Regions from separate parts of the Mus musculus genome. Here region 1 is linked to region 2. Evidence: chromatin contacts called from public Hi-C data. All regions are on one chromosome and are shown on one strand. The core of a region is the stretch at or near the end of the contact, and the rest is flanking DNA. Distances in the headings are between cores, read along the strand shown.

What was found. A called contact is a pair of places that touch in the nucleus more often than the background predicts.
Region 1: a contact with region 2 is called in a Hi-C map of B cells, with 5 read pairs. The contact joins the promoter of Pomt2 here to the promoter of Npc2 in region 2. A contact is called at or near these places in 1 of 39 promoter capture datasets (liver) and 1 of 484 Hi-C or Micro-C datasets (B cells).

What each region holds. Positions count from the first base shown.
Region 1 is chr12:87,145,811-87,150,215 of GRCm38.p6, reverse strand. Pomt2 (protein-O-mannosyltransferase 2) reads left to right here and starts at 2,314. Exons shown (of 21, transcript NM_153415.4): 1 at 2,314-3,045. The coding sequence starts at 2,588. It overlaps Gstz1 (glutathione transferase zeta 1 (maleylacetoacetate isomerase)), which reads right to left and starts at 2,509. Exons shown (of 9, transcript NM_010363.4): 1 at 2,372-2,509. The coding sequence starts at 2,386. It overlaps Gm6566 (predicted gene 6566), which reads left to right. Exons shown (of 3, transcript NR_136901.1): 3 at 1-741.
Region 2 is chr12:84,770,894-84,775,569 of GRCm38.p6, reverse strand. It overlaps Npc2 (NPC intracellular cholesterol transporter 2), which reads left to right and starts at 2,458. Exons shown (of 4, transcript NM_023409.4): 1 at 2,458-2,784. The coding sequence starts at 2,703. Isca2 (iron-sulfur cluster assembly 2) reads right to left here and starts at 2,300. Exons shown (of 4, transcript NM_028863.1): 1 at 2,199-2,300; 2 at 1,893-1,995; 3 at 1,662-1,777; 4 at 481-1,027. The coding sequence starts at 2,269. The coding sequence ends at 853.

The sequences.
Region 1 (4,405 bases), core at 1,065-3,564, 2.4 Mb before region 2:
GCACTCGACCCGACCCTGTCACCCTGGGAGACTTCACCTCCTGGATCACCAATGCCTTCTCCTTTTTAAAGGAGTGGGCAGGAATGTTGGCCTGGGGGACAGTGGTCCTCCTGGGGTGTGTCTTCTGCATCTGGCTATTGTGTCAACTAAAAAGAGAGTATGCTCAACATAAAGCAGTGGTCTACCAAGCTTTGTTGGCAATTGAAGATGGTGCATCTCCCAATATTTGGCTGGCCTCTTTAAAAAATTAAGAGTCCGCCCTAGGTCATTTGGCAGTTGTAGTCACACAGATCCATGGTATCCAGAGACGGGCAACTTTCCTCATGCACAGACCAACCTAAGAGAAGGGGCCTGGAGGCCATCATAGGATAACCCTATGATGGGTAAGGCTGTGATACTAGAGGATCGACCTAAGACAGGAGCCCTGGCCATGGACAGATTTGCCCAGGCCTAGACCAGCCTCATTTCATTAAAGAAAAAAGAGGGAGATGTAGGAAGCCAACTCTAAGATGGCGCAGGCTTTCTGTGTGCCTTTGTGGTAAACAACACCATTGCGCAGGTGCTAGCCTGACCCCTCCTGAGCAGGTACATGCAAATTAGATGCAGGCAGACTGACCAATCCTGGGGGGCCATGGAGCCTTCTCCTGTGCTAGGGTGTATATAAGCAGCCCTCCCTGGGTGCCCTGTCCCGGTAGCAGCATCGAGGTGTTCCTGCAATAAAGGCTGTTGAGAAGAATCTGACCATGTCGTGTCTTCCTTGCTGGCTGAGGTGGGCGCGACACCCCATGGCCCTTCAGCAGGAAACAGAATTTTTTTTTTTTTGGCTTTTTCGAGACAGGGTTTCTCTGTATAGCCCCGGCTGTCCTGGAACTCACTTTGTAGATCAGGCTGGCCTCGAACTCAGAAATCCGCTTGCCTCTACCTCCCGAGTGCTGGGATTAAAGGCATGCATCACCATCACCCAGCTGGAATCTTACCCTACATCTATTATTATTTTTTTTTCTTATATATCATTTTAGTTTCTTTTCCTGCTGCTATGATAAAATGCCCCAACAAAGGCAGTCTAAAGAAGAGTGGTTTATTTTGGCTTATAATTCAAGATGTAGTAAGTCACCTGGGGTGGGGGTGGGGTGGGGTTTGGGGGAAGAGCAGCCTGAAACAGCTGGTAAGTAACCTATGCATCCACAGCATGAAACAGAACAATGCTGTGTGTTGGTGCTTGGCTGACTTCCCCCTTATTATGGGCCCAGCCAGACCCAACCCAGGGAATGGTGTCACTCTCCCACATCAGTTAACCTGATAAAGACAATCCTAACCCTCTCTGCAGAGCATCTGGAGGCTTGTCTCCTATGTGCTTTTAGATAAACAGGGAGAGAAATCACAGCTAAGCACTAACAGCAAACCACCTGGCGATTTTTGCACTTGAACAGCTACTTTTTAATATCAAGTAGAATGTCCGTTTAATTAGCACCGGGAAGGATCATGTTTCCAACTCAAACATGCATTCTGGCGACTTTAAATTTGCAGTTTTTCTGTTGTGGGAGACTCGGCCCATGCTAGGAGCTACGTCAGAGTTGCGTACATCCCTAGCTGTTTTTATACCATTTCTTACATGATTAAAATCCTGAAAAATCACATCTGTATGTGGAAAATCTATATTAACCGGATGCAATGTCCTTTGCATCTAATGTGCCGCCTTCCTACATATCGGCCCTCCTAAGAGACTCAATTTTAAGTCTCTTATAAAACACACTCGCAGCTCCATTCCAGCAATGGCTTAAATACAAATGGCTCTAGGGTGGACTAAAGAAGTTCGACTTAAACCCTGGACGCTCCATATGCCACAGCCTGGAATCCCAGCACTTGGAAGGCGGGGGCGGGAGAGTCAAAGTTCAAAGTCAGGTTGGGCTGCACAGCAAGATCGTTTCTTAGAGCCAAACCGACAAAACTAGAAACCTGAGCAGATACTACAAGTGATTATTAACGTCGTTAAAGAGTCACATCTTTCCCCCTTGCCTTTGGTGCATGCCTGGACCACCAGGTCCCCTGAGAGACATACGAAGGGCGCCGCGAAACTGCAAAGTAGGGAACCATGTTTGAAAGCCCTAGAAGAGGTCTGTCTACCCGAAGCAGGGAAAAGCGCGATTGGACGCCCCTCAAAAGCTTCCAAGTTTAGCCTTCCCGGCCCAATCTACCACCACCATAAGGTTCAGCGGCCAGCGCGCAGGTGTAGAGTGAGCGGGCGCCGAGGTGCACGCCGGGAGTCGTTGTGGCGCCACGCGAAGAAGCGAGCTCTCAGCCCCGCCCCCCCCCACAGCTCTTCTCCGCGTTTCTCAGGAGAGACCCTCATCCCCGGACGTGGGGCACAGACCTTCCCGGCTTGCATCTCGCCCGGTCGGCCGGCCAAGAAAGTCAGCTCTCGGGACTAGAAGATGACTGAGGCCTAGCGGGGTCCAGAGAGCGAAGGTTGGACTAGATGGCCTCCCTCCTTCGGGCTGGCCCCGCCCCCGCCCCCTGAGCTGCTGGGAGTTGTAGTTCATGAGCCGACTCGAGTTTGTCAGTCCTTGGTTTCCCTCCGCCTCCCGCAATGCTCTACGCCTCAGGCCGCCTCTTAGCTGCCCGGGCGGCCACCACACTTTCCGCCCCGCCCAGAGCCCGGGGCCCGGCGCTCCGCGGCAAACGGAGGGAACTACAAATCCCATGGCACCTCGAGACGCCTTCTTATGACCCCTTGACGGGGCAGCGGACAAGACCCGGCGTGCCTCCGGCCCGGAGGGTGATCCTTCGGAAGGGGAGGATGCCGCCGGCCATAGGCGGTGGCCTAGCGGGCTCCGAGCTGCGTCCCCGTAGGGGCCGCTGTGTGCCGCAGGCTGCCAGAGCCGTGAGCCGAGACGTGGTCCCCCAGGCTGCAGCACGGAAACTTAAACGGCCTGCTTGGAGCTCGCGGCGCTTCCAGGCGGCAGGGTGGTGGGCCACGTTGGCTGTGGTGACGCTGCTGTCCTTTGCCACCCGCTTTCACCGGCTGGACCAGCCTGCTCACATCTGGTAAGTGGCGGAAAGGACTTGGCGGGCACCATGGCAACTGAGAGGGAGTGACGCCACCCTCTGATTGGCTTGAGGGCGCGAAGTGGGCGGGATTCATCGGAGGCACGACAGGTCCTTGGCGGTAGAGAAACTCAGTTGTATTTCGAGGGGAGTAGGGGGTGGCTGGGGAAAGCTTTCCGGTGTGTCAAACCTCGGAGAATAGGTTTGCCCTGGTGGGGGTCCCACACTCGGAGTTTGCAGGAGTTGTCCTCATGTCTTCTAGTCACCTGGCTTTAAAATGGTGATACTCAGAGGTTCTTTGAACTTGGCTGAGAAATTAGTAAATTCGTAGAACATAATTTTCCCAAAGCGTGATTTTCAAAGAAAAAGATTCCTATAGAGTAAGGATAGTTTGGGTATCGGGAGATGGCGGCACAGATTCTGAGCAACAGGTCTGGTGTTATCCTGTGAGAATTATTTTCTAGGCCTTACTTTGTATGATACAGATGGTGGCTTGAGGCTTGGTTCAATTCCATTTCCCAAGCTCACAGAGTTACTTGATCTTTAGCTGGAAGGGATGTTTTATCTTCTCTATATCACCAAACAGAAACTTAGCATAGAAGGTGTCACAAGTGGATCTTACTCAAGAGCAAGCAAACACACTGACAGGGCTGCTCCTATAGGAAACTAATAAATTACTGTGAAGCTAATTAATAAATTAGGTGCATTTTATGACTGTTGGGAGCTGTAACTACTGGGTTAAACACAAAGGCGTAATCACAGGAAGGGGAATGAATATCAGCACCTTTAGAGTTAGGTTCTTCCACCCCCTGTCAAATCCTACTATACATGACTGTATCCCAAAGAGATAGGTGTACCCACAGTGGGTTACATAATGGCCAAGGACTAACGAGTTTGGGAAATCTATTTTAACACTCACAAGCCTTAATTAGCTCTGTTCTCATAGGAGACATTGCCATATCTCTTATTGCAAGCACAGCCCTAAGAAATGGCCCAGGTCAAATGCAGTTAGGGCATCCTAGGTACATTCTTGGCACGTGTGGTTGTCCATCATCAGCTGCCACTTGTCTTAGGTGGCCCGTCTGAATCTTATCTGGCTTTGGGGTTAGACTTAGAGGAGAAAGAGAGAATTGTTTTTTGTTTTGTTTTGTTTTTTGAGACAGGGTTTCTCTGTATAGCCCTGGCTATCCTGGAACTCACTTTGCAGACCAGGCTGGCCTCAAACTCAGAAATCCGCCTGCCTCTGCCTCCCAAGTGCTGGGACTAAAGGCGTGCACCACCACTGCCTGGCTGTCCAGGACATTGATGAAGGGCTTTCTCTCCCAATTGGCTTTATTACCCCTCCATCATGCATTGCCTT
Region 2 (4,676 bases), core at 1,209-3,708:
GAGGAGGAAGAGGAGGGAGAGGAGGAGGGGGAGGAGGAGAAAGAGGGGGAGAAGGAGGAGAAAGAGGGGGAGAAGGAGGAGGAAGAGGAGGAGGGGGAGGAAGAGGAGGAGGGGGGAAGGAGGAGGGGGAGGAAGAGGAGGAGGAGGGGGGGAGGAGGAGAAAGAGGGGGAGGAGGAGGAGGAAGAAGTAGTAGTAGAGGTAGTAGAAGTAGAAGAAACAACAACCCAGGCCTAGTAGTAATATGTCTGCAGTTCCAGCATGAAGAGGCTGAGGCAGGAGAATTGAGAGTCCAAAACTGGAGCTACCTATAAGACCCTGTTGAAAGAAAAAAGAAAGAAGGAAGGAAAAAAGGAAGGAAGGAAGGAAGAAGAAAGAGAGAGACAGCAGAGAATATCTTGTTTGCCTTTCTAACCAATTTTGGCCTCAATTCTGGTATTCAAGCTACCCAAACTGGATCCTGATTGAAAACACGATAAGAACTTAGTTTATAATGATGTTTTATATATAGCTATACACAGATATATAAACAATTCTGAAGGCTAGAGAGGTTAACTCCAAATTTTGGAGTCCTAGAGGTGCTACAAATTATACTGGGTTCCAACCAGTGATTACAGGTGAGGTAACAGCCTTTGGATGTGGCCTTGACATTGTACTGGGGGAGGGGAGAGTATTTCGGCCAAGAGTTAAAAGCTTCACATTCCATAATTTACAGTGGTAGAATAAGACACTTCTGGATTAAATTAAATAAGATGAGAGCCGGACATGATGAGAAAGAAACCTCTAGAATTCTACTATTCTAGGTTGTTCACACTGGTGCAGTGGTGGCAATCTCAGGGTCATCCGTCATTGTGTCAGACTTTGACAGAGAAGGATGACCCACAGGAGCAGCCTTGCTGGGCTTGAGGGTTATTCAACACTTGGAATGAGCTTCGGATCAGTTCTTGGCTGAAGTCCACCTGGGCTCCCTTAACGAAGGCCAAGCTATCAGAGTCAACCACCACTCTTGCCCCACCCTGTTCAAATACCCTGAAAAGACAAGAGGAAAGCATGAATGACAAATACCACAAACACCCACACAACACCCTGAGCCCAGAGGTGTACATCTTGTTCTCCAATGCATGGAACACTGCTTAGGACTTCTAGCTGGGACGGAACGGACTGAAGCAGAAAGATTCAACGTAAAAAAAAACAGAAGGATTATTTAAGGGCTCGGACTGAAACTAGTCCAGCCTTTTTCTTAGGGTGGAACCTTGGTGTATATATATATTTTAAACACTTATTTATTCATTTATTTTATGTGAGTATACCGTTGCTCTCCCCAGACACACCAGAAGAAGGCATCAAATCTCACTACAGATAGTTGTGAGCCACTATGTGGTTGCTGGAAACTGAACTTAGGTCCTGTGAAAGAGCAGCCAGTGCTCTTAACCGCTGAGCCATCTCTCCAGCCCTAGTTCAGCCTTTCTCAACTTGACTACCTAACGGACGCTAAGTCAATGTTCTTCCTTATTTTTAAACAAGAGGACAAATCTTTGCTGTATCCTCACAGAACGGAGAGGGTGGTAGTGTTAAGCAGACTTAGACGCTTGGAAGTTTGGAATAAATTGGGGCCACTTTTATCCTCTGATACAGCCTCTAGCGACCCATCCGTCCTCCTTGCCTGTCGTCGGGGTTAATAACTGTATCCAGTGAAAATTTGTATTGGAATCCGGAGCATCCACCTCCCTCTACTTGCAGCCTGAGGAATTCTGACCCTTCGGTGATTTCCAGAAGCCTCTGAAATTCAGGAAAGAGGATCAAGAATGCCAAGCAAGCGGAGATAACGGGACGGGTGACTAGGAAGTCTTCTAGAGCCCTCCTGGGCACCGCCGCCCCGCGTCCGACCTCCTACCTGGACGCAGCTGTCTGTGAGGCGGATCTGTCCCTCGCCAGCCTCTGGAATGGAAGATGTTGTTTCCCAGCGGGTCAAAAGCCTGGGAAAGACGGCGAGGAGCCTGCGATGTAAAGAAGGGAGACGAACCCGGGAAATGGCACCAGATGACCCTCTATGGACACCTCGTACCCAAATCTGGGGACACTTTCTTCTGAACTGCCAAGCCTTCACCCCACACCCCACCCCGCGTGAGATTTAGCCTCCCATCTATCCTGAAGACGCAGAACCCAACACCCTTCCTAAGTGACGTTCCACCCTCGATACCTTCCCGAGCGCCTAGGAATGACAGCCCTGACCGCCTCGGCAGTTAGGGACAAGGCCCTGGAGGCCGCCATCTTACTCCGCAAGCTCCGCCCCTAGCATGGTCCAAATCCCCGCCTAGCCTGGGCTTCCGGAGGAGGGGAGAAGGGGGCGGGGCTGCATCGAGCCTCCGCCCCCAAGCGTGCCTATTGGGTATAGCGAGATAAGAGGGCTTTGATTGACAGAGAACGCTTCCACTTGCCGAAGTGGGTCGGTACCAATAGAGCGGGGCGAACGCAAAGAGCGAGTTCTCCGTAGGCCCTGCCTGGAAGCGGAAGAGATGGGCGGAGATAAAGGGCGAGCTGCAGGCCAGGCGGCCCCGGAGCCCAGGGCGGGGCGCGGGCGGGCCTTCGCTGGTTACTGCTCACAAGTGGCCTGATCTGGCTCCACCCTCGGTCCGGGACAAGTTTATCTTGTGACTGCTCGGGCTGCTTTTCCTTCCTAGATTGCAGAGCTTTCATATCCACGATGCGTTTTCTGGCCGCCACGATCCTGCTGCTGGCGCTGGTCGCTGCCAGCCAGGCGGAGCCCCTGCACTTCAAGGACTGCGGTGAGCCCTGAGCCCACTCGAGGAGACCCCCGGGGGTGGATTGGGCGGGTTGCTGGAACGTGGAATTGACTAGGTTGGGACCGAAGGTACTAGTCTTGATGAAACTTAACCCCTCCGCACAACTTTGTTTCTCCTTGCATTTCGTGTTTTGGGATAATCTAAAACACTCACAAGGCGAACCGTGTGCTGAAGTTCACTAAAGTTTCTTGGGTGAACATCAAGCGGGCATATATTGCAGCGCTCAAGGGCTTTGAGATTTCAATGGACGGAGGAGGATTGCGAATTTAAGACTAGCCTGGATTTATTGAACCCTGTCTGAAAAAAGTAAACAAATAAAAGCAAAAAATAAAACAATAGGATAGACAGCAGGTCTGCATCCAACACGGATTGAAGGAATAGGCACGGGACTTATTTTGATTTATGCCTTGTATCGTCACTGGCCTTTCTCCCTTTGTTCGTTTGAAGTTTGGTTGGGAGCGGGCTGAGGCAGCCTCACTCTGTAGCCCAGTTTGGCCTTCCAAATCCCTGTCAATCCTGCTCTGGTCTTAGAAGTACCATCCACCTCCCCTCCCCACCCCACCCCCACTAACGAGACAAAAGCTAGTTCTCCTTCTCATAACATTCATTTACAAAGTAGGGTTTCCATTGTTCTAATGAATTTCATGATTCTTGATCCTTGTCTCCTATAAAATTCGTATTTCTAGTGACATCATGTGATGCCTCCCTCCCAACGCTGCCCCTGGACTCTTTATTGGAAAATATAATAGAGGGTAGAAATTCTGAGTTTGTCCAGTCAAGCCTGTACACTTAGTTGTGGGAGCAGTGCAGGGGCCCGGGGTGGAAAAGGCAGCAGTGATGGTCGAAAGACAAACTGATTTTGTAAAATATTTGAGCAGGGGGAAACAGACCATAATGAAGCAGTAAGTTAAAGAGTTATTAGGACTGGAGAGATGGCTTAGTGGTTAAGGGGAACTACTATTCCGGAGGGTTAGAGTTCAATTCCCACATCAGGTTATACCTGCTTATACCCCAACTCTGGGCCTTCTCAGCTACCTACCTGCACTCCCAGGCAGACACACACACACCCCTAACTAAGGAGGTAGAGGTGGGAGTGGGAGGTGGATTAAAGCCTTCTGTAGTCACACTGCTGAGTGAGGAACCAAGCTAAATATGCTTCTTTGTAGCCAGTATCCAGTACTATGGGATGATAGTAAATAATAAATACTCACTGAAAAAGGAAACAAGGGAATTCATATTACCTCTAATATGATATTAAAAGTTCTGTTAAAGCAAAAGCAACGGTGGGCATGTGGAACTGGATTAAATAATAAGGGCCACTGCCTATCAATAGTTCACAGATGCCGTTCACTAAACCTGGAGGCTAGCTCAGAGTGGCTGTTTCTTTGAAGTACCTGTTTTTCCCTTCTGTTAAACTTCTTAAATTTTCATTTTATTTCTCATGTGTGTGTATTCATGTGTACCCAAGCATGTGGTAGCCGGAGTCCAACCTCTCAAGTGTCATCCTCAAGAGCACAGCCCACTTCTTTTGAGACGTAGTAGACCTCCCAGGGTCAGGATTGCGTGTGTGTGTGTGTGTGTGTGTGTGTGTGTGCGTGTGTGTGCGCGCGCGCGCGCGCGTGCGTGTGCGTGCCACCATAAGTGGCGTTTTTATGTGGCTTCTGGGAATTGAACTCAGGTTTTCACTTTATCCACAGTGATATTACCCCCTACTCCTTTATTGAGGACCGAGTCTGGGATGAAGGCACTGTATTCATTTTATTAACTTATTCTTCACCATCTGTTTTACAGAGAAGGAAACTAAAGCACACAGACCAACTTGTCTAAGACCCTACAGCTAATCAGCAGGAGTTGATAAGTTGATAAGTCCCTAG